Linked DNA regions of Mus musculus: all the other regions are linked to region 3. Evidence: chromatin contacts called from public Hi-C and promoter capture Hi-C data. All regions are on one chromosome and are shown on one strand. Each heading gives the region's core, a stretch centred on a gene start, on an enhancer-like site or on the middle of the called end of the contact. The rest is flanking DNA. Distances are from core to core; before and after follow the strand shown.

What was found. Promoter capture Hi-C pulls out the DNA fragments that hold promoters and counts their contacts. Hi-C and Micro-C count contacts between places; a contact is called where the count stands out from the background.
Region 1: a contact with region 3 is called in a promoter capture Hi-C map of second pharyngeal arch cranial neural crest. The contact joins the enhancer-like site here to the promoter of Pttg1 in region 3. A contact is called at or near these places in 6 of 39 promoter capture datasets (cranial neural crest, embryonic stem cells, frontonasal cranial neural crest and 3 more) and 3 of 115 datasets of contacts at active chromatin or transcription factors (epiblast stem cells, large pre-B cells and pro-B cells).
Region 2: a contact with region 3 is called in a Hi-C map of cortical neurons, with 2.3 times the contacts expected there. The contact joins the enhancer-like site here to the promoter of Pttg1 in region 3. A contact is called at or near these places in 1 of 39 promoter capture datasets (hippocampal neurons), 2 of 484 Hi-C or Micro-C datasets (both in cortical neurons) and 1 of 115 datasets of contacts at active chromatin or transcription factors (embryonic forebrain).
Region 4: a contact with region 3 is called in a Hi-C map of B cells, with 10 read pairs. The contact joins the promoter of Nudcd2 here to the promoter of Pttg1 in region 3. A contact is called at or near these places in 16 of 39 promoter capture datasets (the 3T3-L1 cell line, cranial neural crest, embryonic stem cells and 9 more), 3 of 484 Hi-C or Micro-C datasets (B cells and embryonic stem cells), 15 of 115 datasets of contacts at active chromatin or transcription factors (the SCID.adh cell line, T-cell acute lymphoblastic leukemia, astrocytes and 10 more) and 3 of 9 other capture datasets (adipose tissue, liver and macrophages).

What each region holds. Positions count from the first base shown.
Region 1 is chr11:40,832,726-40,839,915 of GRCm38.p6, reverse strand. No RefSeq gene overlaps it. Among named protein-coding and RNA genes, the nearest start is that of Ccng1, 81 kb to the right of the region's middle. Within about 2 kb of position 4,340, at least 4 of the 459 cell types and tissues checked have an H3K27ac peak or open chromatin away from gene starts, as enhancers often do. A contact at or near this core is called in second pharyngeal arch cranial neural crest, where this site is marked.
Region 2 is chr11:41,332,169-41,339,793 of GRCm38.p6, reverse strand. No RefSeq gene overlaps it. Among named protein-coding and RNA genes, the nearest start is that of A230004M16Rik, 370 kb to the left of the region's middle. Within about 2 kb of position 5,888, at least 4 of the 459 cell types and tissues checked have an H3K27ac peak or open chromatin away from gene starts, as enhancers often do. A contact at or near this core is called in cortical neurons, where this site is marked.
Region 3 is chr11:43,422,423-43,430,136 of GRCm38.p6, reverse strand. It overlaps Pttg1 (pituitary tumor-transforming gene 1), which reads left to right and starts at 3,886. Exons shown (of 6, transcript NM_001131054.2): 1 at 3,886-3,936; 2 at 4,456-4,554; 3 at 5,240-5,418; 4 at 7,151-7,244. The coding sequence starts at 4,467.
Region 4 is chr11:40,731,950-40,739,130 of GRCm38.p6, reverse strand. Nudcd2 (NudC domain containing 2) reads right to left here and starts at 5,470. Exons shown (of 4, transcript NM_026023.5): 1 at 4,977-5,470; 2 at 3,065-3,113; 3 at 2,487-2,638. The coding sequence starts at 5,165. It overlaps Hmmr (hyaluronan mediated motility receptor (RHAMM)), which reads left to right and starts at 5,694. Exons shown (of 18, transcript NM_013552.2): 1 at 5,694-5,817. The coding sequence starts at 5,772.

The sequences.
Region 1 (7,190 bases), core at 3,091-5,590, 2.6 Mb after region 3:
ATGGCTAAGATCAAAAATTCAGGTGACAGCAGATGCTGGCGAGGATGTGGAGAAAGAGGAACACTCCTCCATTGTTGGTGGGATTGCAGGCTTGTACAACCACTCTGGAAATCAGTCTGGCGGTTCCTCAGAAAACTGGACATAGTACTACCGGAGGATCCAGCAATACCTCTCCTGGGCATATATCCAGAAGATGCCCCAACAGGTAAGAAGGACACATGCTCCACTATGTTCATAGCAGCCTTATTTATAATAGCCAGAAGCTGGAAAGAACCTAGATGCCCCTCAACAGAAGAATGGATACAGAAAATGTGGTACATCTACACAATGGAGTACTACTCAGCTATTAAAAAGAATGAATTTATGAAATTCCTAGCCAAATGGATGGACCTGGAGGGCATCATCCTGAGTGAGGTAACACATTCACAAAGAAACTCACACAATATGTATTCACTGATAAGTGGATATTAGCCCCAAACCTAGGATACCCAAGATATAAGATATAATTTGCTAAACACATGAAACTCAAGGAGAATGAAGACTGAAGTGTGGACACTATGCCCCTCCTTAGATTTGGGAACAAAACACCCATGGAAGGAGTTACAGAGACGGAGTTTGGAGCTGAGATGAAAGGATGGACCATGTAGAGACTGCCATAGCCAGGGATCCACCCCATAATCAGCATCCAAACGCTGACACCATTGCATACACTAGCAAGATTTTATTGAAAGGACGCAGATGTAGCTGTCTCTTGTGAGACTATGCCGGGGCCCAGCAAACACAGAAGTGGATGCTCACAGTCAGCTAATGGATGGATCATAGGGCTCCCAATGGAGGAGCTAGAGAAAGTAGCCAAGGAGCTAAAGGGATCTGCAACCCTATAGGTGGAACAACATTATGAGCTAACCAGTACCCCGGAGCTCTTGACTCTAGCTGCTTATATATCAAAAGATGGCCTAGTCGGCCATCACTGGAAAGAGAGGCCCATTGGACTTGCAAACTTTATATGCCCCAGTACAGGGGAATACCAGGGCCAAAAAGGGGGAGTGGGTGGGCAGGGGAGTGGGGGTGGGTGGATATGGGGGACTTTTGGTATAGCATTGGAAATGTAAATGAGTTAAATACCTAATAAAAAATGGAAAAAAAAAATAAATAAAATAGGTTTAAAAAAAAATAAAGTTACACTGTACAGTGAAAGTATGCCCTTAATCCCAGTACTCAGGAGTCAGAGGCTAGCAGATGTCTGTGAATTTGAGGCCAATGTGATCTTCAGAGTGAGTTGTAGGACATCCAAGGCTACACAGACAAATCCTGTCTCAAAAATCAAAAAGAAAAGAAAACAGAATTCCATAAGTAACACATATTGTCATGATCTAGCCATCTCATGCTAGGATTTGTATGTGTGTGGAATATTCCAAATTTTCTTAAATCTTAGCATCTTTGTTGAAATGAAAATACAGAAATCAGAGAGTAAACAAAACTCCTGAGCATCAGATACTTCCTGATAGGAATCGTACTGCCAACATGCATTCTGGCCAGAACCAAATCCACCACAGGGTCCTCTTCTTATCATCTGATGATACTTCAGAAAGTCTGAGAAATACAGAATCACTAAGTTTGCACCCTCACCTGGATATCACAATGCACCTAAAACATTCAGGGCGACCCTAATCTGAGCCGGTTTTATCTGCTAAGCTTGCCTGGGCCCTGCCTGCCCTGGGCCCCACCTGTCCTGGGCCCTACAGCAAATGCCAAGGCACAGGCATTCACGTCTTTTTAAAAGAACCCCAGCCTACTCCTTCTCAATGGAATGCTGAGTCCATCTAAGTCAATGGTTCTCAACTTGTGAGTTGCAATCCTTTTGGCCAACCTCTATCTCCAAAACAACTTATGTTGTGATTCAAATCCAGTAGCAGTTATGAAGTAGCAACAAAAATAATTTTGTTTTGGTCTGGGGTCACCACAACATGAGGAGCTGTACTAAAGGGTCACAGCATTAGGAAGGCTGAGAACCCCTGACCTAAATGAACCTTCGATATTTGCATTTATTCTATGCCCAAATAGAACTTTGCCTTTGTGTTAACTTTGAGCACAACTTCTAGGTTTACAAAAGCAAGGAAATTCCAAAGGAAGGTTTCCCTCAGACCAGTAACTTGCAAATAATTAACTGCTCTGTGGGATTTCCAAGCACGGAGAAGAAAAGAGGGACGAAGAAAGAGGTGTCCTTGACTGGCATGTCCTCTGGAGAAGAGATTTATTAATACCTCAGCAGGCAGGATTCAGGGGTCATAAGTAAGAAGCTTCCATTTCACTGCACAAAGCCGACAGTCTACTCCTAAAGGTTTCTGCATGGGGAAGAGGAGAGCCTTCACCAGGTAGAAGTATGCTTAATTAATATATAAGCTATGCTATGTAACTGTAGTCAGACAACTTCCAATTCCCAGGGATATCAGCAGCCCAGGCATGGGAGAGGAGCCAGCTCCAAAGAAGAGACCATGCAGGGGTAGATAGGGCCAGCTCTGTAAAGCTCTTTGCAGCAGCACCTGGAAAAGCTAGGTTCTAATGGACCTAAAGTGCCCAAGAACCATACTAGGCAGACTTTAAACACGCAGCAAGCTGTATTCCATTTCACACTTCTAAACTCTGTGGCATGACCCCAAAACCACATCTCACACACCTCTGATTCATATAATCCATCTGCATCTAGTCAGTGGAGCATCCTGATCCATCGCCACGAAAATTAAATGTGTATTAGTGGAAAATATGTTATGAAAACAAAGACACTTGCTAGTGAAGAATAAATGTGTCTCAAAGATACTATTTTCATTATGTGTTTGTCTCGGGTATATCATACTCCACAAGATCTTTGTCTTCTATCGGAAGTTATAGAAAACCTATAAAGTATTTAGTTTCATTTGCCTTCTTCATGATGTCTTAGTATACGGGTTGATGTGTGTCTGTAGATGTGTGCCTATGAATAGAGATGCTCAAAGAGGTCAGAGCCATCAGATGCCCTGGAACCAGAGTCACAGGCAGTTGTGAGCCACCTGACAAGGAGACAGAGAGTGGAATTTGGGTGCTTCCTAAACACAGTACACACTCTTAACTATTAAGATGTTCTGTCTATCCCCTCATTTGCTTTTCTTCTCAGATTTCTCAGTAGATTAACTGTCCCTCTAAACATTAGTGACCTTATATCAGCCACTATAGGAAATTCAGAGCATGTCAGTGATTTTTTTTTTCCTCTTGTGAACAAAATATCACATTCTTCAAAAAATCAAACTGGCCCTTAATTAATTATGTGCATTACTTTAAAAATCCAGAGCCTCTCTTCTTCACCTGGGGGGGGGGGGTGGGGGCTTCAAGTTGGTAGCACAGGCCCACTGATCTTCAACATTAAGTGCTGTGCAGTAGACAATGAGAGAGAAACCATTATCTGAGAACTTAAAATATTTTCTTTACCTTCCTATCTAATAAAATGATTCCTACAGAAGTTCTTTTATAGCTACCAGAGGTGCTATATGTATATATAGTATATATATATATTAGAGTATGTATGCATGCATGATAGATGTACAGTTGTATCCAGAAATCAAGATTTGATAATATATAATATATCTAATATATATTAGATACTCATCCAGAAAATACTAACTGCATTCCCCAGCCCCCAAAAGTTCTTTATGCTCTAATGTAAAAGGATTTGCATCTGTAGAAATAAAAATTGATTCGCTGAGTAATGCTGTGTACCAGATACTGCAATAAACACTTTAAGCATCACTATCCACTTGCCCTCCTGACAGTTTGTGTTAAAGGTTCTATTGCCAACTTCATTTCACAAATGAGAGAAGTAAGGATTAACTACCCAAGGTCACATAACGACCAAATCACAGAGATGAGACTTGAATTCATCATCCACTGACTTCAAATACTGGGCCACAAGTTTCCCCCAAAATGATCAGGTTCTGGTGAACTGAAAGAAGCACCCACCAGGCAGAGATCCAAGAGATAAAAATGTTCTTCCTTCAGCTGTGACACAACGGAACTGGGTAGTTTTGACCACGATATTTCCCTTCTTTGGATTTCCACTTCCTCTTCTATAAAGAGTGGTAATTGGACTACTAGATGAATAATAAAATTGCTTCCAACACTAATACATGACAGATTTAAGAGCGGCCACTTTGCACTAAAAAAAAGAAAAAAAAAAAGAGGAATCTATAGACAATGGGAGCCATCTGGATGTGGAAATGATGAATGGCAAAAGCTGTTGGAGGGGATAGTCTCAAATGAACATCCCTTGCCAGGGACCCACACACCACACTGCCTCTCCTGCAAATTGCCTGCAGCTGCACAGATCTAGAGGCCACTTAGAGTGCAGAACCCTTAACAAACTGTTCGAGGCATTTGGTCTCGGGTTTCCCTGGAAGATTATCTAGGTCTATCACATTAGATGTCTTGTAATTTTGCCAGCTTTGTTATGAGATGTAGAACGTGTTGTTTTGTTTGTCTGAACTCAATTATCACTTCACTCCAGCTAAGATGGGGAAATGTCTTTGCAGATTCTTTCTTGACTCCTTGATTGGGGAAGATTTTTCACATCAATCAAAATGTGAAAATCACCTAAAGACACCTGTAATGATCTAACTAGAGAAGGAAAATTGCACTAGTCTCACAACTTATATGCTTGTTCTCGCTTTTATAGCACTGTGCCTCCCATACTCTAGATCCCAGAGCATGATGTTCGTGTAAGCTTACAGCAGATCGTTAGGATCTTGTCTTGTAGTCTCCTGACTGCTATGTACTCTGACTCAGAAATCCTATCAAAGTCTTCGCACTCATTGAGGCCGCCTGTTCTTTTCTCTTTACCTCAGGTAAACCCAAGTATCTCCTAAATGATGATTCCCTGCAAAGTGATGCTGATGAACTTGAAAGGGATTTTTATCTCCACAGAAAGACCACAGAAAAACCTAATACAGACCTAATCTAATATACCTACCCTTTACCTACCCTTGCTCTTAAAAACTTGTAGACTATTTTACTACTGGAATTGTTCAAGGTTGTATTTTTTACCTAGACATCCTGGTTCCTTCCATGTTTGGCCACCTCACTGGATCCTTCATTTCTTTTTTTTTTTAAGATTTATTTATTATTATACATAAGTACACTGTAGATGTCTTCATGCGCACCAGAAGAGGGCATCAGATCTCATTACAGGTGGTTATAAGCCACCATGTGGTTATGGGATTTGAACTCAGGACCTTAGGAAGAACAGTCAGTGCTCTTACCCACTGAGCTATCTCACCAGCCCAAGGAGTCTTCATTTCTTGAGACAACTAAAAAGCTATATACCACTAATGTCCTTAATTTTTAAAAGAAAAAAAAATGGTTGTTACTTTTACTCTCTCCTTCCAGTCATGATCAGATTCAATTGCTCATTCTCAAAGAAACTGGTGTGCTAACAGAGAAAGCTGCTTGTAGTTGCACTGGTTTCTGCCCAATATTGGCACAACTATGTGACTTGAGTTGAAGTGGAGGTCCAAACTGCCTTTTGCCTCTACAGAATTTTGTTCATGAAGAAAACTATTCTGATAGTGACTCTGTGCATAGGTCAAGAAGCCTTTCTGCTAAACATGCCACTTCTCTTCTTTCTCCAATTTTGTGTTTTTGCTACAAAGTCTTCCTCTTTTGCTACTCTACATTTTCAAAGAAAAAAAGTCTCCCAATATCTCTATCTCAGCAGCCACTCTTGAGTTCTCTGTATGCTCCAAAGTTGTCTTCTGTAATAAGTAGAATATATTTTACACAATGCTTTTTTTCATTTCTCATTTTTGCATTTTGCATGTTAGAAGCAAGGGATTCCTTGTTTCCAGTTCCCTGTGTGACCACAAAGGCTAAAGCAGGTAGAGGTGATTTTGAGTATGAATACAATGATAATTTTCATACTATGAATAAGGAATTGGACCTTGAATACTTGTACATCATGGATTTTGCTCCTTTTTTTAAAACTTAAGATGTTTTAAATAAATGAAAATAACCATTTATATAAAAATAAATAAGTGAGTTGCAGCAGAGTCCTGTAGTGTTAAACATTAGACCTGAAACAAAATTCTCTATTACATAATGATTGACTAAAAAGAGATTTAACTGGAGTCAACTGTGAATTGATTTGAAAGCAAAGGAAAACAACCATGTTCTAGAGATTTAAAAAAAAAAAAAAAAGAATCCTCAGAACACTGTCAAGTTGCTCAAGGCAACATACAGACAACAGAACAAACAACCCAGCATAAGAGAACCAGATCCAAGCCAGGGCTGACATCAAAATGCTCATGCACAAAACCCGTTCAATCTATTAAAGCTTATTGCAAACAACAGAACATTTCTATCGTTCCTAAATGGAAACAGAGCATGCCTACAAAAAAAAAAAGAAGGAATGGATAAAGGGGTTTAAAACTGTCCTTTTCTCCCTCCTACCCAAAATCTTAAAATTAGTTTCTTCTAATCATTAGCTCAAGACTATGGTAGTTTCAACAGTAATGCTCCCATAAATTCATATATTTGAATGCTTAGTCATCAGGGAGCACACTATTTGAAAGGATTAGAAGGATTAGGAAGTGTGCCTTACTGGAGGAATTGTGTTTGCAAGGACGGGCTTTGAAATTTCAAAAGCTATGCCAAACCCAAAGTCTCTCTCTTTCTCTCCCTCCTTCTTTCTTTCTCTCCCTCTCTTATTCTCTCCCTCCCACCTTCCCTATCTCCCTCCCTCTCTTTGTCTCTCTGCCTATGAATAAACATGTAGTTCTCAGCTACTATTCCAGTACCTGACTGTATGTTGTTATGCTCCCTGACACAATATTGGACTAATATTGGATCACAATATTGGACTAAACCTCTGTCTGAAGCTGTAAGCAAGCCCAAGATTAAATTCTTTCTCTTATAAGAGTTGCTTTGGTCAGCAATAGAACACTAAGACAAAGCAACTAATATTAACTGTAAACCATAAAGCCCTATGCACTCAGTACCCCATCCTCCAACAATCTATTCAACTTCTCCTTCCCTTAATCCCTAAGTTGTCACCTCATCATTCCTCATTGACCATCATCCTTAACCACAGGCCCTTAGCTCTTATACTTCCCTCTTTTTAGATACTGTCCCCTCTCCCAATTCAGTTCAAACTAGTTTTATGTCTTCAT
Region 2 (7,625 bases), core at 4,639-7,138, 2.1 Mb after region 3:
CTTAATTTCTGGAACAATTACTACATTTCCACTTCCTCAAAGAACTTAAATTTCACAGAATCCAGGAAGTCTTTAGATTCTTTCTATCTCTTAGGTACAGATTCTCAATATAAATTTAATCTAACAATAGTATGAATATAGAAGCAACTTCAGGAGGAATGTTTTCTTATCACTCTGGGGCACAAGCACATTGTTCCTTGACTTTTCAACCTTATGACCTTTCAATAGACATAGAAATTAATTCACAAGAGGATACAAAGAAGCTCTGTTTCAAAATCAGTAGTTCTTCATAAATGAGAATCAGTTCTAACCAAAGTACAACTTTAAAAAAAAATTTTTGAAGCTTCCAGAAGTTTCCAGCTACAAGGAAAGAGTTTTGAAATTTTGTTAATTTTTTAATGCTCTCAGTGAAACAAAACTGATGGCTGTAAATAAAAATGTGATGAAAACACTGAATTGGACCACTCTATGGGTAGAAAGAAATGTTTTCTGAAGATCAAACATCCAAGGATATCTCTACGTTGGATAGCCCAGGGCAAAGATTAGCAAAATGGCAGAAAAATCAACAGACTTTCTTTGACAGTCAACTCAGTGGGGATCTTTGAATGAATAGCTGCTATTGTGATTGAACTAGATGGCCCTACCAGAGATATATGTCCATAGACCACTAATACCCAAAAGAAACACCACCAAACTTTATGAAAAACTTCTACAGATGAGAAAACTGAGCGTTACAAGATGCTCAACATACTGTTTCAGATTATCAAAATCAGTGATAAAAGCCTACGTCTCCAGGATTCATGCACCTATGCTGGGGAAATCAAATTGGCTCTCCTTGGATTCACTATATCATTGTTGTTCAAGAAGGTAATTATTTACTAAATGTTTATTTTTTATTCTCTCTCTCTCTCTCTCTCTCTCTCTCTCTCTCTCTCTCTCTCTCTCTGTGTGTGTGTGTGTGTGTGTGTGTGTGTGTGTGTGTGTGTGTGTGTGTGTGTGTGCTTTAATTCTGAATCCTCATTATCATCCATGGAATATATTTCTGAAATAGTTCCTAAGGACAGCACAATGAAACTAGTATAGCTAAGAGCCAATTTAAAAAATTATCCTAAACAATGGCTAGGAAGAGAATAAGGGAGAAAGACAAGAAGGCTGCTTTTGAGTAACACTGAATAACAGGACACTCATGAGTGAACAATCACAACAGTTTGTGTTGGGAACTGCACTGGAGGTATTAATGCACAGTGCATTTTAAGAGCAAGAGAAAGGTATGAAGCATTAAGAGAATGTAAGATTTCCCAAGGGGGGAAAAAACTTAACCTGAGAATTAAAAGGAACATGAAATATTGCAGACTAAGAACATATTTTAAAAATAGAGTCCATGTCAGATATACAAAGACAACAATTTTTAGCAGATATCAAACTTGTAAGCCTACTACTTTTCAACATTTCTTTAACATTTCTCTTTGAACTGAGTAGAACATTCCTTTAATCCCTAAATCTATCGCATCCATTTGAGAAAATATATGTTATACACTTTATTTATGCTAGGCTGTTTATTTGGAAGTGAGTCTGTTTTCTTGCTTGACAGAAGATAAGAATAAGGAGAGGTTATTGGGGAGAGACAGAAAATGGACTCACAATGTTTATAATTTTCAAAATAATTTTTCTAAAGAAAGAAAGATACAAAATTAATTTCTTCATAATAAAATAAGGACAAATGTTTTGCTGTAAAATGTCTTTGAGAAGACAATCTAGATGCTTTGATATCTGACCACTATCCAAGGACTAATGATACTAGAGTGAATTAAATATAGTAGGAAGGGTTCACAGGCAGGAAGGTTAATGAGACAATAGAGAGAGAGGCATCGGGTTATAAGGAGCATCCATAGGTTTCAAAACTGTGTATGAGTTTTTCAGAAGAAGCAGCTAGAGAACGTGTAGAGACCACTATCCTTGAACTGAAGATTAAATATGCCCAGTCTCTTCGAGTTGATTTTGTTAGGAAATTTCATCACATTAAAAAGAAAAGAAATGAAGATGAGAGACAAAACTGCATGTCACATTGAAAGCAGAATGCCAACTTCATTTTGGTTGTAACTATAATGTAAATAATGGGGCAGAGTGGGAGAGAACTAAAGAAGTAGTTATTTGTAGAAAGACTACAGATCTTAAAATTCTGTTCATACTGATACAGCAGCCTATCCAGTTTCAGTATCAGCAATCATACTGAAGCACACAACTTTCAGAAATATTTTCTATTAGCCTAGGCAGTAGTAGCTCAGAGCATTTAAAATCCCACAGATTATAAAAGTGAGGCAACTGCACAGTTCAGTTCCATGGGTTTCAGAGGAAAGCCACGTTTCATATTAAAGACACCCAGCACATTTCAAATACAGCTGGCTGAGGAAAAGGACTGTGCCGGATTCTTCTCTTGGCCAGCATAACCAAATGAAATATTGTTGGCAGGGAAACAAATTACACAGTTCACTGCTCAAACCAGTGCAATAAAACCACCTGTGTGGATGTCCTTTTGTTTGCTTTAAAGCTGCATCGAAGTTCTCATTTTAACAACTCAGTGTAATTTCCAAATCCCAATTATTTCAGTCCTGAGAGTCAATAAATCTAGAAGATGCCACCTTTTCTGTTTCTATTTTCATGTAGTTATAAGCATAAGATTTGTATATGCAACTATAAGCTTTACTGTTGTGTCTAAAAACAAACACAACCAATAATAGAAAACCTACCAATAAAACAAACAAACAAACAAAAAGACAGTTCCATGGGTATTATTTTCATAGATGTAATGACCAAAATTCCTAGGTGTTTGATTTCTGACCCTGAACAAGGGACTGAGGTGCATATTTTACATAAAAAAGCAGACCTGGACTCTAAGTTCTCCCAACATCCCTTAGTCCTCTTCCCCCAGAGGTTCCTCACTATATAATCCAGACATTTTCTGCTCTCTGTCTGTCTGTCTGTCTGTCTGTCTGTCTTTCCTCCCTCCCTCTCTCCCTCTTCTTCTTCTCCTCCTTTTTCTTTCTCTGTGCATGTGTTGCCCCCACACCCCATCCATGCATGGCAACTCCCCTGGCCTCAATCCTTGGGGCCAATGAACTCTCCCAAGAACAGTTTCCCAATAAACTGACCTTTAGTATAATCTAATCTGGCTTGAACTGGTTTATTTTCACTGGCAGAGACATAAACCTATCACTAGGATTTTCAGTAAGGCAGAAAGGGAAGGAACTGCCTTCCCCTTTCAGTGGATTAAAATACAAATTCTGTAAAGACCCTGTAGAGATAATATATTTCCCCCCATCATGAAGTTTTCTTTCAAGATTATTTTATGCAGTAGAGCTAAAGAAACAGAAGGAAACTTCATCATGACACTATATTTACGTTGATAGATTTTAATCTGAAAATTCAGTTTAGTCTTAGATGATTTTGTCACACTGCCAGTGACTGGAAGCCAATAGAGCTTTTGTTAAGCAAGGAAGCACTATTAGAAGAACACTGGAGCAGACCATAAAACCCAACAAAAGCAAAAACACCAAGAAGCTAGATATATATGGGGTACAGTGGAGACACTAGTGGCCTAGAGAGGTATTGATTTTACTGGACCTATCCATTAAATTGCTTCTACAAACAAGAACAAGCATTAAATACCACCCCATGAAAGCTAATTCTTTTCCTTCAGCTTAAATTTCTTTCTCATAAAATACTGACTCTGAATCTTTTACACACTCACATGTCCTTTCATAGACTATTCATATGTTTATTACTTTAACAGTGATTTGCTCAAGCATAAGATCACAGTACAGATTTAACAATAAATATCATAAACCTTATTTTCATTTATTAACCTTATTTTCATATTGCAAATGTAGTTGGATATAACCATGGAGACCAAATTATACTATGTTATTCTTAAAACACTAACCACCCAAAGGGCATATCTTAAATCCCTTTTAAATATGAGATTATAGATAAATTTAGAAATTTCTTTATTATTGGCACTAATCTTCTCAGTAAAGAGATTATAAATGACAAGTTTTTTTTCCCTGTCCATTTGGCTACAGGTTTCCTATTTAAGATATAGAAGATCACTTCTGCTGCAAATGACTGAATTTTGTATACTTAACCTTACGATTCAGGCCTTAGAGATGTGCATATGATCTTCATAATCTCTGCCCCTAAATCCCACAGAAAAGGATTAATTAGTTGACATAAAGAAAGTATCTTCCACAAGATCCAAACTGTTGCCTAGAGAATCAGCCACTATGCCCTGGAGCATAAAAGAGGCTCCTGCTGCTCTCTAAAATAATTCACAACAGGGACTGCTGGGGAAATTTGATGTTCTTGTTTCCAAGGAAACATATATGGCTTAGTAGACAAGAGGTCATAATTCACCTCTGTATTTTAATTTGTATGTAAACCCTGTATCTTTCTTTTTATTTCTAAATTTTAACAGTTTTACAGTTTGTTCAGCTGTTGAAGCTTGGGAAGTGTAACATGATTATCAAGAAGATGGGTAGCATTCAATTTTAAAAACTGAATATGTCTCTCTGTGTGTATGTTTATTTGGACAAATGTGAGTGCAGGATAGTCAGAAGCTCAAAAAAGACATCTGATGCTTTGGAACTATTGTTACAGGAGACAGTGTACCTTCCAGAACAGGTGCTGGGAACCAAGGTTAGGTTTTCTACAATAGCAGCAAGGGTTTTCAGCCTCTGAACTATCTCTGTAGCCAACACACATTCAATTTTGATAGCTTATTCAGGGAGACATGACAGAAAAACACGTGAACTTGTTCTGAACTAATAGATAACCCCATGGATTCTACAATCAGAATTATAGAAAATCATATCAAACTACATCCATGCTTCTTATTTGTGATAAGCTATTTCTAGAAAATCAGAAGAATGCCTTTAGGAGCTCAAAGGCTTAACAAATGGCATGGTTTGGGTTTAACATGCATAATCTTATTTCAAAGTTCAAAAGTGTAGTCTCAACAGTTTCTATAATTTTGCAAAGTAGACTAGCAGTGTGTACTACAAGCTATAGGCACTCATTGAAGGAAATTTTCAGAGTTTGTTGTCATATGTAGTTCATGCCTGTATTTCCAGCATTCAGAAATCTGAGGTAGGAAGTGAGGCATAAATGAAGTACATACATAGTTCCCTGCCAGGCCAATATACAAAGAAAGACTTTACTTTGGTAATTAAATAAATAAATTCTGAAAATATACCTTCAAAGTGATTGGGTATTCTTGTAGAAATCCTTATAGAAAATATTTTTTCTCATTTCTTGGTAAAAATAAAAAATAAATGGCTATTTAAACTAACAGCCTCATTAAAGGTTCTACTTATATCTCTTTCTAAATCCTCACATACCCTTGCCTTGCTGAGGTTCAAACCCAAGGCCCTGTTCACACTAGGCAAATGCTTTATACTAAGAAATGCCAGTTGCCTGGGTCTTGATAAGCCGAGGTCATTTTAAGGAAATGATAACATCTACAACTGTACATGGAAAAGGGTGCATAACATATTAAAAGAAATCCTCTTAGTGCTTTCAGAGATCTTGATTTCCTTGTCAACTTGCTAGCATTATTAATAGATTTTTTTCCGTGTCTGTCAGTACCTAAAATGCATTAGGGGATGTTCCACTCTGACACTCAGTCAGCATTGTCGAGTGTCTTAAATATGTAGGGAAATATCCCTCAGTAAGGCAAGCTATCTGAATGACCTCTTTTTTTGGACTCTAGTCCTCTTCCTATTAATGAAGAGACAAAGATACTAACTGGGAAAGATGAAGAAGAGAAAAGCAGGCTGAAATGAATCTCAGTTTCATAACATGTCTCAAGAAGAGTCTACTAAAGGAAGATAGGAAAGCCATATTAAAATAGAGAGAGAATGACATCTACTGGCTAAGATAAGTCAGAATTGGCAGCTAGCAATGTATATTCCTTATAAAGTTAAAAATGCTTCTCTTTTCCTTCTATATATATCATGTAAATTAACGATATTGCAAGTTATCAACCCACAGTGGGAGAGAACCCGTCCTATTGCCTGTGAAGAACTAATGATGAAGCAGTTTATCATTAATTGGCTAACGTTGTATTTAAGAGTGTTTTTATGAATGTCCTTCAATGACTTTGATGTTATTTTTACACATATTTAATTATCTGCTAACTGTCTTATAAAATAATCATCATTGTTTTTTATGTGTGAATTTTTGTTTGAGCTTATTCATTTTAGTAACCATAAGAGCTTCTTTCACTAAAATTGTACTCCTAAGAATAATCATTGGAAAATTCTTTGTGACCTTGAATTTGGCAATTAGAATTTAGATGCTTTATTTACAGCACAGTCCCAGAAATTAGATGACTGATTGGAGTTTACTAATGTTAAGAGCTATTCTGCAAGGCATACTATTGTTTTGAGAGAACTAAAATTCAAAACATAGGATGAAATAAAACTCCCCGAATCATATGGTTGTTGAAGGATATGCTACTTTAATATAACCAAGAACTCAGGAAAACTCAGAGATAGAAAACCACAAAGAAATATTTTTAAATACCCCCACATAGTCTGATAAACATTACACCAAACACCCTAGGTCTGCTCTTTCTTGCTTCTCTCTCCATCATTCTTTTTTTTCTTTTCTTCCCTTCTCTCCATCTGTGTCTTCTCTATATCTCATCTCTTTTCTCTGTGTCAGTCATTCGCTCAGTCCCCTTCCTTTCCTCTCTTTCTTCTCTCGTGATCTTTCCACTTTTCTACTCTCTCCCTCTTCACCTGGATGAAAATAAAATGCTGCAAGAAGCATGGCTCCAAGTGTCACAAGGTTTGCTGCCATGAAGAACTATGCATCTAGTGCCTCCAAAGGATCAGAACAAACATGGAATAAAACCTGCTAAACTGTGAGTCAAAAATGAATCTCTCCTCCTTAGGCATTTTATCCCAACAAGAGGAAGCTGACTAACAAAGCAAACAGGGAATCTTCCTTAAATAAGATAGTCACTTGAAAATACTGTGGGTCTAAAACTGAGTGAAAAAAATTTAATGTTTCTTTGAATTCTATAATATATACATAAAAATTTGAGGGGATAATTTGATAAAAAGAAAAGCAATCAGATCCAGTGGAACTTTTTAATGAAGAGAGAGGGGATACTGAGACTGGAACCCAGTGAAGTAGGGCCAGGATGGATTTACATTCATAGTGAAGAGAGGAAAACAAACAAACAAACAAACAAACCTCATGGGCATGTTTCCCATGGTGAGTATTCAGCCTAGCCCTTTAAAACAGGAAATGTTTGGGTTATATTTTCAAAGTGCAAACCCAGCTAGTTACTGTAAAGCGTGGGAAATAAACTTGGGCTACCATGGAAGTCAAGGCTGTCGTAGTCAGTCATGTAGCCCCAACACATGTTTAACAAGGACGAGGTCCTTCAGATCACCTCTCAGCTCCATTATCTCTCCAAAAATGAGAGTCTGCCTGTAACTTGTTTGAAGACCTATAAGTTCCCCATTAATCAACCTTCTGTAAAGACCATAAACAAACATAGACTGAAGATTTCCTACAGGTGCTGGTGCTAGCCAACATGCATGGGGACAGATACCTGA
Region 3 (7,714 bases), core at 2,637-5,136:
CACCAGAAAAGCAAGGTTCGGATCTAAAATCACTTCTCATGATGATGATAGAGGACTTTAAGAAGGACATAAATAACTCCGTTAAAGAAGTACAGGAGAACACAGGTAAACAGGTAGAAGCCCTTAAAGAGGAAACACAAAAATCCTTAAAGAATTACAGGAAAACACAATCAAACAGGCAAAGGAAATGAACAAAACCATCCAAGATCTAAAAATGGAAATAGAAACAATAAAGAAATCACAAAGGGAGACAACCCTGAAGTTAGAAAATCTAGGAAAGAGATCAGGAGTCATAGATGAAGCATCACCAACAGAATACAAGAGAGAGAAGAGAGAATCTCAGGTGCAGAAGATACCATAGAAAACGTTGACACAACAGTCAAAGAAAACGCAAAAAGCTAAAGGCTTCTAACCCAAAACATCCAAGAAATCCAGGACACAATGAGAAGACTAAATCTAAGGATAATAGGTATAGAAGAGAGTGAAGATTCCCAACTTAAAGGGCCAGTAAATATCTTCAACAAAATTATAGAAGAAAACTTCCCTAACCCAAAGAAAGAGATGCCCATGAAAATACAAGAAGCCTACAGAAGTCCAAATAGTCTATTTGGACCAGAAAAGAAATTCCTCCCATCACATAATAATCAACATCAAATGCACTAAACAAAGAAAGAATATTAAAAGCAGTAAGGGAAAAAGGTCAAGTAACATATAAAGGCAAGCCTATCAGAATTACACCAGACTTCTCACCAGAGACTATGAAAGCCAGAGGATTCTGGGCAGATGTTATACAGACCATAAGAGAACACAAATGCCAGCCCAGGCTACTATACCCAGCAAAACTCTCAATTACCATAGATGAAGAAAACAAGATATTCCATGACAAAACCAAATTTTCTCAATATCTTTCCATAAACCTAGCCCTCCAAAGGATAATAGATGGAAAACTCCAACACAATGAGGGAAACTACACCCTAGAAAAAGCAAGAAAGGAATCTTTCAACAAATCCAAAAGGAGATAGTCACACAAACATAATTCCACCTCTAACAACAAAAATAACAGGAAGTAAGAATCACATTTCCTTAATAACTCAACATTAATGGACTCAATTCCCCAATAAAAAGACATAGACTAACATCTGGATACGTGAACAGGACCCAGCATGTTGCTGCATACAGGAAACACATCTCCATGACAAAGGCAGACACTACCTCAGAGTAAAAGGCTGGAAAACAATTTTCCAAGGAAATGGTCCCAAGAAATTAGCTGGAGTAGCCATTCTAATATCGAATAAAATCAACTTTCAACCAAAAGTTATCAAAAAAGATAAGGAAGGACACTTCATACTGGTAAAAGGAAAAATCTACCAAGATGAACTCTCAATACTGAATATCTATGCCCCAAATGCAAGAGTACCCACATTCATAAAAGAGACTTTACTAAAACTCAAAGCACACATCACACCCCATACTATAATAGTGGGAGGCTTCAATACCCCACTTTCATCAATGGACAGATCATGGAAACAGACACCAAACTGAGACACAGTGAAACTAACAGAATTTATGGACCACATGGACCTAACAGATATTTATAGAATATTTCATCCTAAATCAAAAGAATATACTTTCTCCTCAGCACCTCATGGTATCTTCTTCAAAACTGACCATATAATTGTTCACAAAACAGGCCTCCACAGATACAAGAAGACTGAATAATCCCATGCATCCTATCAGATCACCACAGACTAGTGCTGGTCTTAAATAACAACAAAAACAACAGAAAACACACATACACATGGAAGCTGAGCAATGCTCTACTCAATGATAACTTGGTCAAGGAAGTAATAAAGAAATTAAAGACTTTTTAGAATTTAATGAAAATGAAGACACATCATACCAAAACTTATGGGACACAATGCAAGCAGTGGTAAGAGGAAGACTCATAGCTCTGGGTACCTCCAAAAAGAAACTGATGAGAGTTTACACTAGCAGCTTGACAGCACACCTGAAAGCTCTAGAACAAGAAGAAGAAGAAGAAGCAAATACACCCAAGAGGAGTAGAGGCAGGAACTAATCAAACTCAAGGCTAAAATCAACCAAATAGAAACAAAAAGAACTATAATCAACAAAAATCAGAAGCCGGGCGTGGTGGTGCACACCTTTAATCTCAGCACTCGGGAGGTAGAGGCAGAGGCAGGTGGATTTCTGAGTTCGAGGCCAGCCTGGTCAACAAAGTGAGTTCCAGGACAGCCAGAGCTACACAGAGAAACCCTGTCTCGAAAAACCAAAAACCAAACCAAACCAAACCAATAAAACAAAAACAAAACAACAAAAAACAAAAAAGTCAGGAGCTAGTTCTTTGAGAAAAATCAACAAGATAGATAAACTCTTAGCCAGACTAACCCGAGGGCACAGAGACGGTATCCAAATTAATAAAACCAGAAATGAAAAGAGACATAACAATGAAATATATCTTAAAATAATTATTCCGTTTATTGAATATTAACAGCTAAAAATATTAAACTCATGTTCTACAAACAAACAAAAAGAAGGAGAAGAAGAAGAAGAAAGCAAGCAAGCTTTCTTGATCTACCACTCACCAGTCACACATCAGCATCTCCTGTGGCTCCATAGAGCTGAGGACTTTACAAGCTGTCACAACCTTTGTAGAAAGGGTCTGTCCAGCAGGAGGGGGTGGGGTGGGGTGGGTGAAATTCCTAGTACAAGTATCCCAGTATCAATCATGGAACTTTAGAATGTTTTCAGGAACACACAAAGGAGACTAAGGAACTTTTATGTTAATTAAATATAATCACACACATAGCAGAAAGTGTGCAGGGGGAGGCTCCAATGTTATTATTAACAATGCTTATTTCAATGGGAAGTCCTGGGCTCTTGAATAATCTCCATTCTTTGTCTTCAAACCTGCCAAATTTCCACAAGTTCTAAAAATAAGCAGAGATTAACTACTACTTAAGAGGCAAAGGCAGGCAGATGTCTTAAGTTCCAGGCCATCCTGGTCTACATAGTGATTCCCAGGACAGCCAGGGTCTTCTTCAAGATCAGTAAGTGCTTGTAACTGCCCAGGAATCTCTCCAGTCTTGGATAGGTTTTGGTGGGGGCCGATCCAAGACCCAAACCATCTTCTCAGTAGATTAGTGCCTCTGACTTTGACTTGAAGATTTAAGGTCTGGATTAAACCTCTTGGCTTCTTCAGTTAAGTTTTTATGTACATGTTGGTCTCTTCTACTACTTATTCCTTTTTAGTCTTCTCCAAACTCCAGTATCTACTGCGCAGGCCTGTTCCCCTAGAGATTACACTCTGGCTACTCTGATCTGAGCTCTGAGGCAGGAGAATCTTGAGTCAGAAGCAGGCCTGGGCTAGTGAGTTTCCGAAAAGCCTGAACTGGGTAGTAAGAGACTTTTTCAAAGAAGCCAAAACCATAAAAGTGAGCCTGGAGCAGTGGCACAGCCACTAATCTAGTCCTTGGAAGACCGGAAGCAGTCTCAGGAGTTAAAAGTGATTGTCATTCACCATCCATTGCACAGTTCAAGGACAGTCTGAGTCCTGTGAAAACCTGTTTCCAAAAAAAAAAAAAAAAAAAAAAAAAAAGCCCTTCAAATTTAAAGGGACAAGACGTTTATTGGGTGAGTACCTTCTCGCAGGTCCATGTCGTGGCAAACAAAAAGCCTCTCACAGGAGTTTTGGACAATGTACGATTCTAGTTTGTTTGTTTGTTTTTTTTTTTTTTTGGTTTTGTTTAGTTTTGTTTTCCTTAATACTTTGGAGACAGACGCGAGAGCTGGGCGGTGGCTGAAAACTTCCGTTGCTCCCATTGGTTCTCAGGCTGTAGGCCCCACCTCCTCTCGGAGGGACCAATTGAGTTACAGTTTAAACTGCGGTGTGCCGGGTCGTTGGTGGCGCAGTCTTCGGTGAGTTTAGCTGTGAGCTCGTCGTGGGTGAGGGCGTCTTGGGCGAGCTTGGGGTGGCGGGGAGGGCAGACCCGGGACTGGAGGTTGAAGCAGGGTCGGGACGTGTGCTTCACTCGGCCCCGCGTCCCGAGGCGCTCTTGTCGTGCTCGACCCACAGCAACGCTGTTTTTACTTTTCTTCTTCCCTCCCCACTTCAGGATCTCAAGCAGCCCTGGCTGGTCTTGAACTTGTTATGTAGCAGGAGGCCAAATTTGAGCATCCTCTTGGCTTCTCTTTATAGCAGAGATTGTAGGCTGGAGACAGTTTTGATGGGTGCCAACATAAACTGATTTCTGTAAGAGTTGAGTGTTTTATGACCCTGGCGTGCAGATTTAGGATCTGGATTAAGCCTGTTGACTTCTCCAGCTACTTATAAATTTTTGTGCATAGGTGCCCTGGGTAAAGCTTGGTCTCTGTTACTGCGTAGTTTTTCCAGCCGTCCTCAATGCCAATATCCTAATATTCAGGTCTCTCCCTTAGAGTAATCCAGAATGGCTACTCTTATCTTTGTTGATAAGGATAATGAAGAACCCGGCCGCCGTTTGGCATCTAAGGATGGGTTGAAGCTGGGCACTGGTGGTAAGTATTTCCTGCCTTGAGATACACAGGTGTTGTGAATGGTCCCAGCCTACAGTTCCCAATGTAACCTAGGGGGGCCTTGAACTTCTGATCCTTTGACTCCACCTGCCCAGTGCAGTGATTACAGGCATGGGCCACCTTGCCTGGCTTATGCACTGCCGGGAATGGAACTTGGAGCTTTTCAAATGCTACTAAGTCACGTGTCCAGGCGCTCTGCTTAAATCGGTTTTTTGAGACATAGCTTTAACTGGCCTGGGATTTGCTATGCAGATCAGGCTGGCCTTGAACTCAGGAGATCCACTTACCCCTGACTCCTAAATTCTGGGATTAAAGGCGTGCGCCATGGTGCCTATGTTCATACTTATTGTCTTAATGAGGTTATTTAGAGTGCTAAGTAACTGCCCCAAATGAGGCACAGGTTTGTGTGTAAGAATTGAGTTAAGTTGTATGGCCTAATCTTTAAGAGCAATACATTTATTACCTTTATTTGTGTATGTGTGGGGTCACACGCATGCCGTGGTGTGCCTGTGGAGGTCAGAGGACAACCTGTGGAAATTGGTTTTCCTTATACTGTGTGGGTTCTGGGGACTGAATTCAGGTTGTCTGGTTTAGCCGAAAGCTCCTTTATTTACCCACTGAGTCTGTGATTTTTTTTTTTTTTTAATGATTATCCCTTTTTCAACAGTCAAGGCCTTAGATGGGAAATTGCAGGTTTCAACGCCTCGAGTCGGCAAAGTGTTCAATGCTCCAGCCGTGCCTAAAGCCAGCAGAAAGGCTTTGGGGACAGTCAACAGAGTTGCCGAAAAGCCTATGAAGACTGGCAAACCCCTCCAACCAAAACAGCCGACCTTGACTGGGAAAAAGGTGAGTGCGGGCTATGAACATGAATATTTGTACATGTGTTGGCACTTAAGAAAAGTTTATTATTTTTATTCATGTATACGTAGCTGTAGATGAATACTGCATGTGTGCAGTTACATAAGGAGGCCAGAAGAGGGCGCTGGGTGCTTGGAATTGAGTCTGACTCCTTTGGAAGAGCAGCAAGTGCTTTTACCCTCTGAGCCATCCTAAGCCCCACTGCAGCACTTCTGATGCTTAGAAACTTACTTCCCATCTGCCTCTCTTCCTCTCAGTAGGAGGTAAAGAGAGGTCCACAAACTCACAGAGAGGAGTCAGGCTGGTACTTCCAGTTGCTCAGCATCTTGAGATCGCAGCTTTTAGGAGTAGCTAACCCTGATTTTGCCTCAGCTGTTCTTAACTAGTACCAGGAAGCAGTTGGTTAGAGGCCATGTGACAGATGTGTGAAGTACTTAGCTGGGCTTGATAAGCACCTGCAATCCCAGCACTTGGGAGGCTGAAGCTGGAGGAGGGGTTGGCTGGAGGCTAGCCTGAACTACATGCCCCCACTCTGGCATACATACACATAGATCGGATGGGATCAAGAGCGCCCAGGCTTCTGTTTTGACTTGCTATTATTGATTGTCTACCTGATAATTCTTTGGATGTTTTAGGTTCTGCTGCTACTTAAGTCCATATGTTTAAGGAACACAAACTTGTTAATATTAGCCAAGTAAATAATTAAGGTAACAGTGGCAGAAAAATTACACTTTTATGAGGTCAAATTGACTTCCAGGATTAGCCACTATTCTGGGGTGCCTCAAGTCTGTTTTGTCCACTGTTAGGTTTGAACAGTTGAGTTGATTAGCTTTAAATTAACCCTGCTCAGGATTCTTAATAATATATGTGGACAGGTACTAAGAGGTCTGACTTAAAGAATACTTTTATTTTATGTATTTGGATGTTTGCCTGTATGGTATATGTATTGGTTAGGGTTTTCCTGCTATGAACAAACACCATGACCAAGGCAACTCTTATAAGGACAATATGAATTGGGGCTGGCTTACAGGTTCAGAGGTTCAGCCCATTATCAATGTGGGAAGCTTGGTAATATACAGGCAGGCATGGTGCAGGAGGCACTGAGAGTTCTACATCTTCATCTGAAGGCAGCAAGGACCAGGGTATTAAAGCCCATGTCCTTAGTGATACACATATTCCAATGAGGCCACACCTCCTAATATCATCACTCCCTGGGTCAAGCATATACAAACCATCACAGTATGTAAGTGTGCCACGTGCCTGAGGAAGACCTGAGACATCGCTTCATCTGGACTGGAGTTACAGATAGTTGTGAGCCACCCTGTGGGTGCTGGGAACTGAACCTGAGTCTTCTGTAAGAGCAGCAAGTGCTCGGAACCACAGAGCAGTTGGTTAGAGGTCATGTGACAGATGTGTGTCTTCCCGTCTCCTTTGTGTGTGTGTGTGTGTGTGTGTGTGTGTGTGTGTGTGTGTAGGGCAGGACAGGGCCGGTGCGTGTGATGGTATGCATATCCGAGTCAGGACAACTTCCAGGAGTCCATTTTCTCCTCACCTTTACACTGAGTCCTGAAAACTAAGGACTGACTTCTTAGAAGACAGCACACAATGAACACATTCAAAGTAGTGATGCCATCATTGGAAGAGGCTGTCCAACCGCAAGCTACCTTGCAGGTTGGCGAAACTGCATTCTCTCAGTGCTTGTTCTCTTGGGTTTTTCTAGATCACCGAGAAGTCTACTAAGACACAAAGTTCTGTTCCTGCTCCTGATGATGCCTACCCAGAAATAGAAAAGTTCTTCCCTTTCAATCCTCTAGGTAAAAATGTCTTTGGCACGATGGGCAGGCCCTCAGTTTGAGATTTCTCTTAGACTCTAACTCCGTGCGACTCTAACGTGTAGCCCTAGAGTCTGAGACTGTCTGAACCTGACTTACTTTGAATACATAGACTTGTTCAGGGGGACTCACTTGCCAGAGCATCACCTTCTGTCACGGGGGAGAAAGGGAGCAGAGATGTTGAGGAAAAAGTTAGAAGTTCAAGGTCATCATTGTGTGAGTTCAAGGCCAACCTGATTTACAGAGCAAGTTCCAGGACAGACAGGGCTATGTAGAAGGACCCTTTCTCAAAAAAAAAAGATGTAGATACCCGAATATTGAAACATTTTGTGTCTCGTGGTGCAACCATGACGGTGCATTGCTTGATATCACCTCTGATGCCATCAGAAAGGGCCAAGTAGAGCTGCGTTTGGACATGCACGCCTTTAGTCCCAGGGAGAGGCAGGCAGATC
Region 4 (7,181 bases), core at 4,221-6,720, 2.7 Mb after region 3:
AAGGATAAGTTGAATTCATAATTGACAAAAAACAAAAACAAAAAAGTCAAAAAATAAGAAACAATGTCAAACTTGAAATCACCTAAGGTAAAACTAAGAGGCCACTCCAGCTTTCAGACTATAAACACTTATTAGAGTGATACCTGCACCTGTGTGAGCACCATAAAACTGGATAATGAAACATTCCTTTCCATTTCACAAACAAATAAAATCTGTTTATTTGTATAAACACATATTAAAAGCTTTTTTCCTTCCTGGAGGGCACATTATGGACTTAACACAGCCCTTGAAACTAAGCAAGTACTTATGCTGAGCTTTTTCATTTTAAATTTAATTTTTACTCCTGAGCCATGGTCTAGCTGTATCACCCAGGCTGGCCTTGAACTTGAGGTTCTCTTCTCTCACCCTCCCAAGTGGCTAGAACGAAGGGCTGTATCACCAAGCTCAACTAATAGTCAGCGGTGTTCTGAAGCTTCCTGTGTGGCATGCAGAGTTCTAAGAGTGATATTTACACTAGCATATTGATACATATTGTATAGTATGAAGTACTCATTCAAGCTTTAGACTTTTCAGGGGAAATTTCATTTGTTTAATGGACCTTTTTTGAACTACTATTTGGAAAATACCATTTAAACAAATGTGAACTTCAAAAATTAGCAAATAAGTTGTTCTAGAGGAGCTTATATTGTAGCAGGGAAATACAAATAAGAAACCATAAATACAGAGCACAGAACTTGGGAAATGTGATTTGTCCAAGAGTCAGGTAATAATCACTTTAGGCTCTGCAGAGTACATGAACTGTCTTACTCAATTACAAAAAACTGCAACGTGTAAGGTAACATCCTGATGAGTAAGCACAGGTATGTCTCAGTAAAACCCGTGGAGACATGGTTAGGGTTAGGGTTAGGGTTAGGGTTAGGGTTAGGGTTAGGAGGCCGATTTTCCTCAAACCACATTTTGTCAACCTGACTCAGTGTTAAAGCTTGTAAGTGCTATAAAAAAGATAAACAGGAAGTATGATTGGAGAAATAACTAGGAGAGAAAATTATAGACTTTAATGGGATAGTCAAAATGTGGATTTTTATTTGTTTGGTTTTGTTTTTGTTTTTAGAGATGAAGATTCTCTGTATAGCCCTGGCTGTCCTAGAACTCATTCTGTAGACCAGGCTGGCCTCAAACTCAGAAAATCTGCCTGTCTCCCAAGTGCTGGGATTAAAGGTGTGCACCACCACTGCCCAGTGTCAAAATGTGTTTCACTGAGCAATGAGCTGAAAGCTACAGAACACTCCAGTCAGAATCAGCGGAGAGCCAGGCATGCTGGTACATACCTTTAATTCCAGTACTTAGGAGGCAGAACTCTTTAGGTTGAAGGTCAGCCTGCTACATACACATTGAGACAGTCTCAGAAAAACAAAAAGGGAAAAACAAAGGAAGGGTACGGCAAGAAAGTGTATCAATGACCCCATTAAGGGAAGAAAGAACCTGGAGAAGTCTAAGAACAATACATTGGAGAAGAACAATGCATGATCTGACTTGCCCTATCAAGACTTCTGCCATTGCTAAAGTCCGAGGACTGCTTGTAAGAGTCCAGGAGGTGAGTTAGCACTTTATTCAAGTAATCCAGACCAGAATGCAAGCAGATGGGGCAGTGTGAAGTGGTAGCATAGTGAATGGGAGTGGAAGACAATGGTAAGAACTAAGGTAGACATCAGGTGTCTCCTACATTTGTTCTCCCTGCTTCCGTTACTGAGGGAGTGTCTCTCAAGAAACCTCAAACTCCCACATTCTAGGTACTGCAGCCAGCTAGCTCGCCTGGGAGATCCTTTTTCTCTGCCGCCGGAGCACTGGGCTCAGGCGGCCACCATATCTGTGCAGCTTCTGCATGGTTTCTGGGGATCGTCTAGTAGGCCTTTGGTCCTCATGCTTGCATGGTAAGTGCCATAGCCACTGGGCTTTCTCTGACCCCCTCCTCCCAACCCTAAATCATGAACAACCAGTCTCCACTAACTACAATAAAAAGTAGAATAAATGTGGGAGCGAAATTAGATTGCTTAGATTGCTCACCTTGGACACAAAACGTCTGGCAGACAGAAAAATGAGTATACGCAACAAGGAACCGAGAAGTCTAGGTCAGACATATACCTGGAAGTCAGCATGATGCCGGTGGAAACTACCACTAAAAAAGGCCGATCAAGAGGCAGAAGCAAGAGGTGGAGAATCCAATGAAGGGACAGCTCCCTTTCATACTATATACCTACAGCGGTCCAGTTCTTTAGGTTAATTATTCATGAATTACTGGTGTGCATTCAGCATCGGTCTTACAGAAATGCATACATTTGTGAAATTTGAAACCTACATAATAAGCAATTTTCTAACCATTCACTTTAAAATTCACCTAAAAGGCTTTTTACACCTTTGTATAGCTTATGACCCCCTGTGCGTTTGAATGGAGTATCTGTACACACTCACTCCCACATCTGACTTACTTCTTTCTGGAATCGCTCTAATGTAAGTTTTCTCTGCATTTGGTCTTGCACCCAGGGGTCAGCTGCATATTCAGACTCTAAAAGAGAAGTCCAACAGTTTGCTGCATCTCTCTTGGTTTTTGTCAGGACAATGCGGACCATTTTTCTGTCCTCTAAGATAAAAAGAAAGTAGTTACAGAGAAATTACAGTGCATCATTAAACATTGTACTTTCCAAAGGCTATTAGGTACTATTTTTTTTTTTTGTTTTTGTCTGTTTGCTTAAAGTTTATTTATTATTATATATAAGTACACTGTAACTGTCTTCAGACACACCAGAAGAGGGCATCAGATCTCATTACGGGTGGTTGTGAGCCACCATGTGGTTGCTGGGATCTGAACTCAGGACCTTCGGAAGAGTAGTCAGTGCTCTTAACCGCTGAGCCATCTCACCAGCCCCCTATTAGGTAGTTTTGATAGACAATTGCTCTCAACACGTTTTTCTCCATCTTTCACAGCTACAAAGACAAGACAATATAAAGGAGAAATGATACCATGATCCAATTTTTAAGTGTATGAATCATAACAGATTTCTCTTACCCAAAGTCCATGTTCCTTCATCAGCAATTGTAGAATCAAACAGTTTCCCCTGGAAAATCAATATAAGGTAATAGAATTACAGTATTTCATTAAGCTTTATAAATTCTCATCATTAAGATTTGGCTCATTCCAAGCTAAGGCACATCTTAGGCCAAGTTCCCCTACCTGTAGGTGCTCAACCTTGAACTTTCGCCTAATCAGAGTCCAGTTTACAAATCTGACAACTTTACCATGGAAGAAACACACAGGGACCACCACCACTACACAAAACAGGAGAAGACATACTACTCTTTATGATAGAACGCAACATTAACATATAAAACGCTTTACCAATTAATTAATATGAACAAGACAGGGACTCCTACTAAAACTAGAAAAAATGTCCTATTTTTTGTTTTCCTTCTTTTGTTTTGCATTTTTTAAGGGGGTGGGTGTTCCCTGTGTAGCCCTGGCTGCCCAGGAACTTGCTCTATAGACCAAGAGCCTCAAACTCACAGAAATCCTGTCTCTGCCTCCTGAATGCTAGTATTAAAGGTGTGTACAGCCACCACCTGGTGACTATGTTTTGTTTTCTTGAAGCAGAGTCTGTCAGTCCTCAGCCTGTTCATCTCAACCTCTTTCAAGGTCACATATCAGATATCCTACATACCAGATATTTAATGACAGATTCGTAAATGCAAAATTACACTTATGAAGTATCAAGGACACTGTTTTTATTGTTGGGGGCCACCACAGCATGAGGAACTTTTTTGTTTGTTTTTGAAGACAGGGTTTCTCTGTAAAGCCCTGGCTGTCCTGGAACTCATTTTGTAGACCAGGCTGGCCTCAAACTCAGAAATCCCCCTGCCTCTGCCTCCTGAGTGCTAGGATTAAAGGCGTGTGCCCACCACACCCGGCCATGAGGAACTTTATTAATGGAGCGAAGCATTAGGAAAGGCTGAAAACCACTGCTCTATGGAGTCATGGAGCTGGCTTAGTACATCTGGCTTGCTGGCCTAATTCGCTGAGCTGAGATCTACCTGCCTAAGGTTCCCAAATGCTGGGATTAAAAGCGTGCACCACAACACCTGCCTTAAAAGTGCTCTCTCTTTTAAACTCAATGTTATTAAAGCTAGTTCAATCTCTTTTGAGAAGCTGGCACTAGAAAAGGCCAGTTTCTTAAAAAGGTTCAAATCACATGTTGCAGAAATTGATATCCAATTAGCTGTTGACTAATTTTCCTTCTCCTGCCCAAGGTTACAAAACACAGTATCATGTCTCCGTTCACCACTACATTATACAGTCATCCTCCAACAGGCTATGCATCTAATCTAGGTGTAAAGTATAGCCTGATTGTTATGTGAGTCTTAATAAATTCTTAACCAAAAACGGGGAAATGTGACCAGATTAAAAATTTGGTGAAATTAGGTAACTTCACACACCTTTTCACTACGATGAAGATCAACATGCAAGAAACTTGTTATTTAGAAAACCAATCTGACATCTTGGAATCCTCATCCCATTACCCTAGCCTTGCTTGTAAGTGCCTGTATTAGCCTACACGTCATGAACAGAGTTCAGAATCCTTTTGTCTAGTCTCTGGGACTCCCATCGGTGCCCAGAAGACGCATATTCGTTCTTTTGACCTACTTAGCCTTCTGTCAGCAGGAACTCCGGAGGAAATAAAAGCACCCCAAACCTATTTTAGAAATAAAGTGGAGAACAAAATCTTTGAGTTCTACCCGCGCAAAATCTGCTCTGTGGGTGCAGTGCTCCGTGGAGACCCCTCGCCAGAACAATTTACCACTTCTTTCTACCAGCCAGGAACTAACCTTGCCACACCCAGCAGTCATCCCTCTGACACCGTGAATTTTAGGGCTCGGGGTGCGGGAAAGCCAGAAGAAGGAACTCGGGACAAGCCCTGGCTTGCTACCTTGAGGATCTCGCGGCCACCCACGGCCAGAGCCACGTGCCGACTCTGCAGGCCGCACTGGATGTCCTGCGCGCGAGTGCCGGGGGGCACCTGGACTTCAATGAACACCTCCTCCAGGGTCTGGTACCACTGTCCCCACGGAGTCCCGCAAGGAACCACCCCGCTGCGCTCCTCAAACGGGGCGGACATTCTGAAGACGCCACGCAGGCACACGGCTCCGGGAGAGCACTACACCGGCGGGACTAGGCTCTGGGCTTGCCCTCGGCGCCTTGGGGTCACTGCACATGCGCAAGAGTCCAAACTGGCGTGTCCGAGTGTGCAAAATTCTCCCTTTCAGAGCCCATTTAAGACACTCGTGAGCCCTGGTGAAATCGACCGAAGCCTAGAGATGTTGACATCCAAAGAACACTGACGCCGGAACAAAGGAGAAAAGTGCCTGCGATCTTTAAACCTGTGTGACGCCAAAATTCCGACGCGTCCACCGGCCTGTGAAGTGCGCTTGCGCGAACTGGGCTACCCAGTAAAACTGAGTAAAACCAGAAGTGATTGGATAGAGCTGTTTGCGGCGACGATCAGGAGCAGCCTCTTATTGGCTACTAGCTTAAACTTACAAACCTTCCGATTGGGCGGCGGTAGGAATCTAGTGCGCATGCTCTTTGGACCATGCAGGATTGGCCAGATAGGTTTAGGTTTTCTGATTGGCTGAGGGGGAAAGTTGAGGTAAATTTGAATTCAGGCGAGCTGACAGTTTGCTGGGGCGTTTGATTGCTGTCTCATCTGGACCCAGGCGTCAGAATGTCCTTTCCTAAGGCGCCCCTGAAGAGATTCAATGACCCTTCGGGTACGTACGGGTGGGGGAACAGGGTGGGAAGGGGATGTGCCCTCGTTTCCCAGTCATTCGAAAGCCAGGTTAGGGCTGGGGCGGTGTTTGTTTTTCTCCAAATTCACGCAGTAAACACCTGGTTAGCGCAGTGTGGGATGGTAGAGACGCGGCCCTACGTGAAATGAGGTCATCCCTGCACACAGCGAGTCTTCAAGCGTGAGATTCCAAAATATGCCATCAACACCATGGAGAAACCACAGCTGGTTGAAGGGGATTAGGAGTTGGCAGGCGCTACTTTTCTTTTTAAAAAGAAGTTACTCTCTTTAGAATTTTCTGCATTGACATTGCATTCAGATATAAAAGCATAAAGACTGAGAAATCTGTTCAGTAAAGACAGCTGCCCACGGATTCTTTTCCACTCGTGAAACAGTTCTTTGGAATTTCTTTTTTAATATTTTATTTTTTTAAGGTTGATTTATTAACATGAGTATACTGTAGCTGTCCTCACACACCAGAAGAGGGCCTCAGATCCCATAACAGATGGTTGTGAGCCACCATGTGGTTGCTGGGATTTGAACTCATGACCTTTGAAAGAGCAGTCAGTGCTCTTACCCACTGAGCCATCTCATGAAACAATTCTTAAGTAATGTTCAGCATTTTAACAATAGAATAGTGGAACTTGGTGTGTAGATGACAGAGTAAATTGAGTGTAGATGGTGATAGCATTTAAACAGTTAGAATAAAGTAATTTTTAATGTTTTCACCTGTAAGAAATAGACACTTCCAGACCTAGTGGCCTGAGCTACATAGACTGTCAGTAACTCACACCTACAACAAATTAATAGCATGTTGGAAGTAAATGAAAAATGAGACTGAAATCCACTCAATTTTATGAAACTAAATTGGCAGAAATGGAGTGGGAACCCAGACTTCCAAGGATATATGCTATGCTCTTAAGGGCTGTGGTTTATGCACAAGTAACTAGAGCCTTGGGTGTGAGGTGATAGATGCTAACTGTGCAGCTGTACTGTCGTAAGGTCTATATGTTATTCCTTTGAACAGCTAGACGAGAAAAGTACCAAAGTTGTACTCTTTACAAATGAGAACATTGAGAGAGTTTCTGACTATATTATGCAGCCAGCAAGTAAGTGATGGAGCGGAAGATGAAAGGCCGGTTTATATCCTCTGTAGCATGTACTGGTTAGTAGTCTCTATCTGGTTTCTATCAACGTTCCTCCATTCACAAGGTCAAGTGAGTGATCAGACACAGCCATCTCCATGGCCACACCATTTCCAGGGAACTCAGACAACTTAGGTTCTACAGAACAGGGTAGATGTTTTTGTTTTGAGACAAGGTCTCTTGTAGCACAGGCTAGCCTTGT